2 separate regions of the Mus musculus genome follow, and region 2 is linked to region 1. Evidence: chromatin contacts called from public Hi-C data. All regions are on one chromosome and are shown on one strand. Each heading gives the region's core, a stretch centred on a gene start, on an enhancer-like site or on the middle of the called end of the contact. The rest is flanking DNA. Distances are from core to core; before and after follow the strand shown.

Region 1 (3,976 bases), core at 548-3,047:
TCTGCTCCTCACCATACTGCCCCCTCGTGGTCACTTGAGGTAAAACAGATGTGTCTTGTCTGGCTCAATTCTTACCTACACTTTAAGACTCCGATGAAATGCTGCTTTCTTCTGGGAGTTTTAGTGGTACCTGCTGTACACACCCTTCCTGGATTGACTCTCCCCAATGAAGTCCTTTATGGATGTTGTTGAGGTCTCTGTAGTTGGTGCTGGGGATAGATCCAGGTTCCCATGCATTCCGGGGTAGGAGTTTACCATTAATCAGTACCTCCCAGCCTCCCATCCTTAACTCTGCCTTATTTGTCCATCTCTTCCCCCAGATCATGGTCTCGGTGAGGACAGAACTAAGTGTTCGCTTTTCTCCTTGTCACAGATAGTGCTTGGCAGGGAAGCCACAGTTGTCCACTACATGTAAACGAGCAAATGAATTAATGAGGTAGCCTGATCAGATTTTGCCTCTGCACACTTCCAACAAAACATTCCTAGACACCCGTGCATAGTGAAATAACTGTGAGAGTCTTGTAATGATGGCGGTTCAGGGGATGCTAGGAGTATTGCATCAGGCTCAAGCCCTCAAGTTTGTTCTCTGTGTCAATCTCTTTCCCTTCTTCCCCGACTCTGTACTTTAAATTTGCTTTTCAAATGTTTTATGGAGGGGAGAATGACTACACTGTGATACATTGACCGGCCTCTAATACTTTAAAGACACCTCTTACAGTAAGGGAGTGAATAAAATAGGCGATTAAAAATAATCTTTAAGGACACAAGAAATGTCCATATAATTTTAATTAGTATTAACTATTTATTAATTGATGTCCAACATATATTTAATTATATAATTAGTGAACAAAAGTGTATACACAGATTTTGAACTTTGGAATATGTTTTTTCATGTATATAAAAAAATTTTTTTTGAAATAGGGTTTTTGTCTATAGCCCTGGCTGTCCTAGAATTTGCACTGTAGACCAGGCTGTCTTTGAACTAAGAACTCAGAGACTTGCATTCCTATGCCTCCTGAGTGTGCGCCATCACACTCAGCTACATGCACAGTTGTATTTGCTGCGAATAAAGCCTGTTTCAGGTTCTCCTCTCTAAAAAATAGTTTTTTTAGTATACAAACTGCATGATTTAAATAAACTGCTGTCTTTCACATAAAATATATTCTGCGTTTATTTAATCAAGATGTAGAAAGTACCTGGATATTCTAGCACTCAGGAGGCAAAGCTGGTGGGTCTCTGTGAGTCTGAGACGGGCCTAGTCTATATAGTATCAAATAGTGAGTTCCAGGACAGCCAGAGACACATAGAAGACCCAGTGTGTGTGTGTGTGTGTGTGTGTGTGTGTGTGTGTGTGTGTGTGTGTGTATGTATAAATGTATGTATGTATGTATCTATGTCTCTGAGGGTCATTCTGTGTAAAATACTTTTTTAAAAGAATTTTTAGTATTTTCTCTGAATGACTCTCTTTTGTTAAAGAACCATAAATTTAAGAAATCTTTATACTAGCATGAATTTTATGGCAATTAACCAATGTACAGTTATTGCAAGTGAGTTAGAGACTAGGCAAAAGGGATGCACAGGGCTCTAAGCAGCACCCCCACAGCTGGCCAGGGAAGTCCCTCACCTGCTCCAGTTACTTCAACAAATCTAGGAAGTTGCTTTTCTCTTGCTTAACAATAGGTCCCAGTGATAAGCAAAACCACTCTCCCCCAAAGCTCCTTGAAGTGCAAGAAGACTAAGAGGATCAAAGGGACCATCAACCGCTCCGGAACTTCAAAGGTTTCTCTAGTGGGAACCGAGGAGCGGCTGGCCCTTTCTACTTTGGAGAGTTCCATTACTGTGTGGAAACACAGCATTACCTCAGAAGGTTACGGCATCTTTCTATTTCCTCACTACAGCTGCATTGGAGATTTTGTGCACATACTAAAAATGAGTTGCAAATCAAAGTGCATATTAGGGATAGAGACCGATCCACTTCAATGAGCACTGTAGTTCTGGCTTAGTGTTATGTGTTTTTTTTTTTCCGTGTTTGTGTGTGTGTGTGTGTGTGTGTGTGTGTGAGACTTTCTACAAGTTTTTTTTTCTTTTTTAAAGTCTCAGTTGTTTTCTGAATTTTCTCATGTATACAAAAAAAATAAAACAAGTATTTTATTTCAGATGCTTTGTGTTGTAATGCAATGTTCAAGTTTACAAAGTATACTTTCCTTTTTCACAGCCTGGGTCCTGGCCTTGAAAATTGTCCTTTTACTGAGACATTTCATGCAGGTTATGATGACCTGAAGCCAAAATAACAGAGTCAACCATATAAACTGTTGTTTTCTTGTAAACATTGCCTCCAAATGTTCATTTTAATAACAAAATTATATCTGTAAGTGATGATTTAAGAAATGCTACCTTAGGCCCCAAATATGTCATTTATGGGGTAAAAGAAAGTCCTATGTAATTAAACTTGGTTAGGCATTTATACCAATAGAGAGCATATTCTTAAAGGATGTAAAAGAACTCAATCTTGCATCCGTAACTTTAGAATTAATGCATTGCACAAAGACAGCACGCGTACCCTTAAGAAATCTTTCGGGTGGGTGGGTATGGGGGACTTTTGGTATAGCATTGGAAATGTAAATGAGCTAAATACCTAATAAAAAATGGAAAGAAAAAAAAAAAAAAGAAATCTTTCAGTAGAGGCTAGAAATACAGCTCTGTAAGAGAGCACTTGCTGCCCTTGGAGAGGAACTGGGTTCAGTTCCCAGCACCCACGTGGTGGCTTACGTTGGTTTCATGGATTTGGCCTCCTGTTATGGCCTTCAGGAACACTGCACACTCACGATGCACAGACACCCACAGGAATAAATAAATGCATGTTTAAAACCTTTTCTAGAAGCCACAGATAGACAAATGGATGTTTCAAAGAAGCGCAGGCACAGATGTCCAAAGCGCATACAGGTTGGTTGATCATGGGAAGGTGTACATGCCCGTGTAAAACCAGAAGGCAGGAGCAGGAGAGATGGCTCAGTGGTTAGGAGCACTGACTGTTCTTCCAGAGGCCCAGAGTTCAATTCCCAGCAACCACATACTGGCTCATAACCATCTGTAATGGGATCCCATGCCTCCTTCTGGTGTGTCTGAAGACAGCTACAGTGTACTCATATGTACATAAAAAAAATAAATCTTTAAAAAACAAAACAGGAACAGCTGGGAGGTTAGAAGGATGATTCCAGGCACTCATGTGGTATCATGAGCACAGCCCACAGTGGCTAGAAATCATTTGGCATAATGCAGACAACTCATCTCTAAAGTCACACACTCATATGAATAATCACCATTAACTGAATATTTTGAGTTGAATTCGTTACTAGAAGAAAATAATGGAAAATGGACTAATAGACCAGGAGAGAAAAAAATAGCTGAAGGGCAGGGAGAAATGCCACACGGGAACAGATGAAGGGGCACTAAGGAGGTGAAAGGTTCAGCTTTGGGAACACAGCAAGCGACTGCTGCCAGAGGGACATTAGCCGACAGAACAAGAGAGACCAACACATTAGTTAAAGGGCAAGCCTGAGCCTGCCCCTGAAGCAGGACAGATGAAAGGCTGGATATAGCACGGAAGAAGGGACAGTTTCCAAACAGAGCATGGTTTTCAACGCAGAGGCACAATTGCCAGCAAAGGCAACATGGAACTAACACTTGGGCATCTGTGACCGGGGGAATCCAGAGGCTCTGAACCAGGCTTCATGAATCTTGTAGACAGAGGGAGGTGCGAGCCATGGAGAACCAGGAGGGCCTTCTCCCACCTCCAGAGGGAGGGAGGGAGGGAGGGGAGGGAGGGAGGTAAGGGGAGTTCAGATATGGATGAGTTTATTGGATAGGATGGCATGCACAGTTAAGAAGTAGTTCACTTTTGGACTGGAGAGATGGCTCAGCGGTTAAGAGCACTGACTGCTCTTCTGAAGGTCCTGAGTTCAAATCCCAGCAACCA
Region 2 (3,976 bases), core at 889-3,388, 79 kb after region 1:
GTTTTCATTAGGCAGTATGGTGAGAATGTCATAGCCGTTGCTCCTTGGCTTGCTCTGGGCGATTTTATTGCCATTATGGTCCTTCAGCTTTTGCATATCAAGCATCGCCTTACTCAGAAGACTCTTCCTCAACTCCATTTGGGCCTGAAATGATCAACTAGAAGTGGTTAGTGTCCCCCTAAACCGTCTTCCCCTGCCTGAACAGGTTAGCATCTCAGCAACATCAAAGGTGGACAGTTCACAGACCTGAACACCCGTGAACACAGTGGAGTGGTTTTCTTCCTGGGAACTTTATTCTCAGGCTTGTTAGGAGACAAGTGAGCATGCTCACTGTCTCAGAGAGGCATGGCCAATGGAAAGAGGAAGCCTGCTGGCCTCTGTCTGTAGATGTGGTGTTTGGAATTACAGAGGATAGAACCACAGGATGCTTCCTTAGAGAGCGGCGTTTAGGGTAGGACACTTGCAGAGCTGTACTGGAGAACGTATTCCAGTGTGTCTTCCTAAAATCTAGATTGGAAACATATCCCTACCCCAATCCTTATGCTGGTTTGTAGGTGGCTCACTTTCAGGATAGAGGAAAACTACTGTCACAGGAGGAGGCTAGTTCTCCCTAGAAAGAGCTAGAAAGGCTGCTTGCCTGCCTTGGCTTGCTCTTGCCCCCTGACCCCTCACTCTCAAGAACATTGTCACCTTCTGCGTTCCTTGCTTGTGCTGTGTTGTATCATCAGTGTCTCAGTCTTAGCTCTTTCCGCCTCTGGATCGACGAGCAGTATCTCTATTGTCTTTGTCAATTAACACATTTTGGTATTCTCTTATAGCAGCAGAAAAGGAAACAGGGTTTCACTCCGTAGCTCAGGCTGTCCTGAAACTTTCTATGTAACCCAGGCTGGCCTAGACCTTGTGGCACTCCTCCTGCACAGCCCCACAAGCATGGGGTACAAGCATGCTCAGTACCAAGTGTTTCTCTATAGAAAATTCTGCAGCATGGATTACAGGGAGAGGCCTGTGTATCAGACTATACACTGACTTCTTTTCCCTCTCTAAGTAAACCAAGAAACTAGTATTATTGATTTACCTTATTTTCTGGCTGCAACCAGAGGGTCCAAGGCAGCTTGTTTTAAAAAAGAAGACATAAGCTAGGCTTTGTGATTCATATCTTTAATCCCAACAATGAGGAAGCAGGAGGCTATCTTGGCCTACAGAGTGAGTTCCAGGTCAGCCAGAACTATGTAATGAGACCTTATGTCAAAAACAAAACAAAGAGACAAAGACAAAGGGACACCCAAGGGACCAGTGAGATGGCTCAGTGATTAAGGGAGCTTGCTGCCAAGTCTGACAATCTGAGTTCGAGACCCAGAACCCATATGGTGGAAGAAAATAAAACCTACTACAAAAAGTTGGCCTCTGGCCCCCAGACACGCACTGTAGCACATGTGTGTGCCCTGTGCTCCCACAAAATAAGGAAATAAATGTTTAGAACATTAAAAGAGATCAAGGCTGGGAGCAAAGGTCATCTTCCTGTTTCTTCCAGTTTGGGCAGTGGCAGCTTCTGCTCCAGTGCCGAGTAGAGATTGGCCTTGGTGGGACAGTGATGGTGCCCTCCATATTTGGTAAATGCGACCCTCTTCTCATTACCTCTTGTCTTTTATGGTTCATCTCTAGCATTTTCATCTTATGCAAATATTGTCTTTTCCCAGAAGTGTACATAGGAAGTTGAATTTTCTTCTCATTTTCCTGCTGTGAAAGATGACATGTTTATTAGTTTGGGGTCATTGTTGTTGACTGCCACAATCTACAGCCTTCAATCCTTCTTGGAGCAGGAGATCTTAATCCATTGTAATCCATGGTGTTCTCCTGTCATGATAAAGCTATACTGGTGTGTGTCCCTGACAAGTCCTTTGTATAGCTGTCTGAATGAAGTGGCAATCTGCTGTGTATCTAGTTGTATTTTAAAGGTTCTTGCAGAGTGTTGAAAGCCTGAATGTAAGGCCTTGACAATTTCATTTTGATAATCTCACTTCGACAATGTACCATTTCTCCCCCAACAGATGCTTGTAATATCTCTCTAGAAGAGTGGCTGGGTTTGATGAGACCTTCCTTCCCTTTCTCTTCCTGTGTCTTCTACCATTGAATGGACAGCTGTGACGTGAGAAGAGCACCCCCTAGTGGCCCTGTGGAACTTATTTCTCTACAGTTTGTTTTCATATTCTAATATAAGTACAGGGAGCACAGCAGTTAAGGGAGGCTTTGAAATGACTACTGATGAGTCTGCTGCTCTCCCTTTAGTTTGTCATGAAATTCAGTGGCAGAGGTGGCTATTGAGGGTAAGCAGGGGTGAATGTATTTTCATTTGTCACCTACTGTTGCCCAGAGGTAAAGAACAGAACTGGCGACAACCCTTTGTGCTGCCCTGTGGACAGTGTGTTGCATGGTGCAGAAACATAGAGGGAGGCTGCCGCAGCTGCCAGCACGTTAAGCACGGACTTGAGGACCTGTAGCATGCGGGTGACCCTTAACCTCACCCAGCAGTGACTGGCTGGCTCCGGAATGAGTCAGGACAAGGTTTGAAAAGGACCCCTACAAACAGCTTTCGTTTTTTTACTCTGCAGGGCAAAGCTGACTGAAGCCCTTCCCTGAGGTTACATTTTGATAGAGGTTGGTGGCACAGAAGTCAGGAATAACTTCTGGAGAAGCTCTCCCTGGGTTTTGAGAGATCGTTTTTTTAAACCCAGGAGGAGTGAAGGGAAGAGCTGTGCTGGCTTCCCCCAGCACAGATGAAAACTTGTAGAACCACCAGTTTCCACGCAAGATTCCCTTTTCATCTACATGGCTCTCTTTTCTCCACAAAGCAGACGGAGCCTGGCCTCACCCGAGGGTGGAGGGCACTTGCCAGTTGCAAGCAGGCATAAGCAAGCACTGATGCTTTTCATTCTACCTGCCAAGGACTGAACAGTCTGCGTTGGCTTTGAACTCCTGTGTGAAGGGGAAACTTGAAAAGAGCGACTCTCCCAGTCTCACCCACTTCCCCCAGTCTACAACCGCCCCAGCTCACCTTTGTGTTGGACTTTGTTCTGCCTTCTTGATGGCACAGAAGCCTTTCAGAGGTAATTGCTTGTGGCAGGTCAATGGGTTCAAGCTTCTAGAAGTCCAAAATTTAGAGTGTTCAGCATCCCTCACACCATGAGACGATGAAACACAAAAGCAGGTACATTAAACTACCCGAGCATTGTGTGAAAGCGGCACTTCCTCCTGGGCACACACAGGGAAGGTCATACCCAGTGTCACCACTGTCGTCTGTGGGAAGGGCTTTTTGACCTACAGGGTTCTTTATTGTTCTAGCTCAGTGTCTTCAGTGAGTTATTAATCAAAATCTTGGTCAGGGATTGAGGGATCGTGTTTAAAGTTACCAAATAGCTGGGGTCTTAGACTAGTAGAGATGAAAGAGACTGGAGACACACCTGATCTTCCCTTAACCACCCAGTGCTGTCCCAGTCCTTAGGGAGGTCTCTGGGGGAAGTTCCTTCAGTAATCATGGGTGACAAGGCATGCTTAAGAGAAAAGTACAAACTGGGCTGGCAAGATGGTTCAGTGGTTAAGAGCACTGACTGCTCTTCTGAAGGTCCTGAGTTCAAATCCCAGCAACCACATGGTGGCTCACAACCATCCATAATGAGACCTGATGCCCTCTTCTGGAATGTCTGAAGACAGCTACAGTGTACTTACATATAATAAATAAATAAATCTTTAAAAAAAAGAGAGAAAAGTACAAACTGCTAACAAATGGTAGGGTCATTTTTTTTTTTTTTAAGCAGGGAGTAAGGTTTATGGAAGACATTTATTGGAGCTTAAAAGGTTCACTGAAACTGAGCAGGAGTTTATCCGTGGGCCTGTCTAAGTTTCTCCTTGCCCCCAGTGTGTGTGTGTGTGTGTGTGTGTGTGTATACGTGTGCGCACACACACATCACTGCATATACCT

What was found. A called contact is a pair of places that touch in the nucleus more often than the background predicts.
Region 2: a contact with region 1 is called in a Hi-C map of CD8 T cells, with 4 times the contacts expected there. The contact joins two enhancer-like sites. A contact is called at or near these places in 31 of 484 Hi-C or Micro-C datasets (the AtT-20 cell line, B cells, the Ba/F3 cell line and 16 more), 1 of 115 datasets of contacts at active chromatin or transcription factors (memory CD8 T cells) and 1 of 9 other capture datasets (embryonic stem cells).

Annotation. Positions count from the first base shown.
Region 1 is chr14:49,154,009-49,157,984 of GRCm38.p6, forward strand. No RefSeq gene overlaps it. Among named protein-coding and RNA genes, the nearest start is that of Naa30, 16 kb to the right of the region's middle. Within about 2 kb of position 1,798, at least 18 of the 459 cell types and tissues checked have an H3K27ac peak or open chromatin away from gene starts, as enhancers often do. A contact at or near this core is called in CD8 T cells, where this site is marked.
Region 2 is chr14:49,232,828-49,236,803 of GRCm38.p6, forward strand. It overlaps ccdc198 (coiled-coil domain containing 198), which reads right to left. Exons shown (of 7, transcript NM_025956.4): 4 at 3,053-3,139; 5 at 1,636-1,737; 6 at 1-144. Among named protein-coding and RNA genes, the nearest start is that of ccdc198, 11 kb to the right of the region's middle. Within about 2 kb of position 2,139, at least 12 of the 459 cell types and tissues checked have an H3K27ac peak or open chromatin away from gene starts, as enhancers often do. A contact at or near this core is called in CD8 T cells, where this site is marked.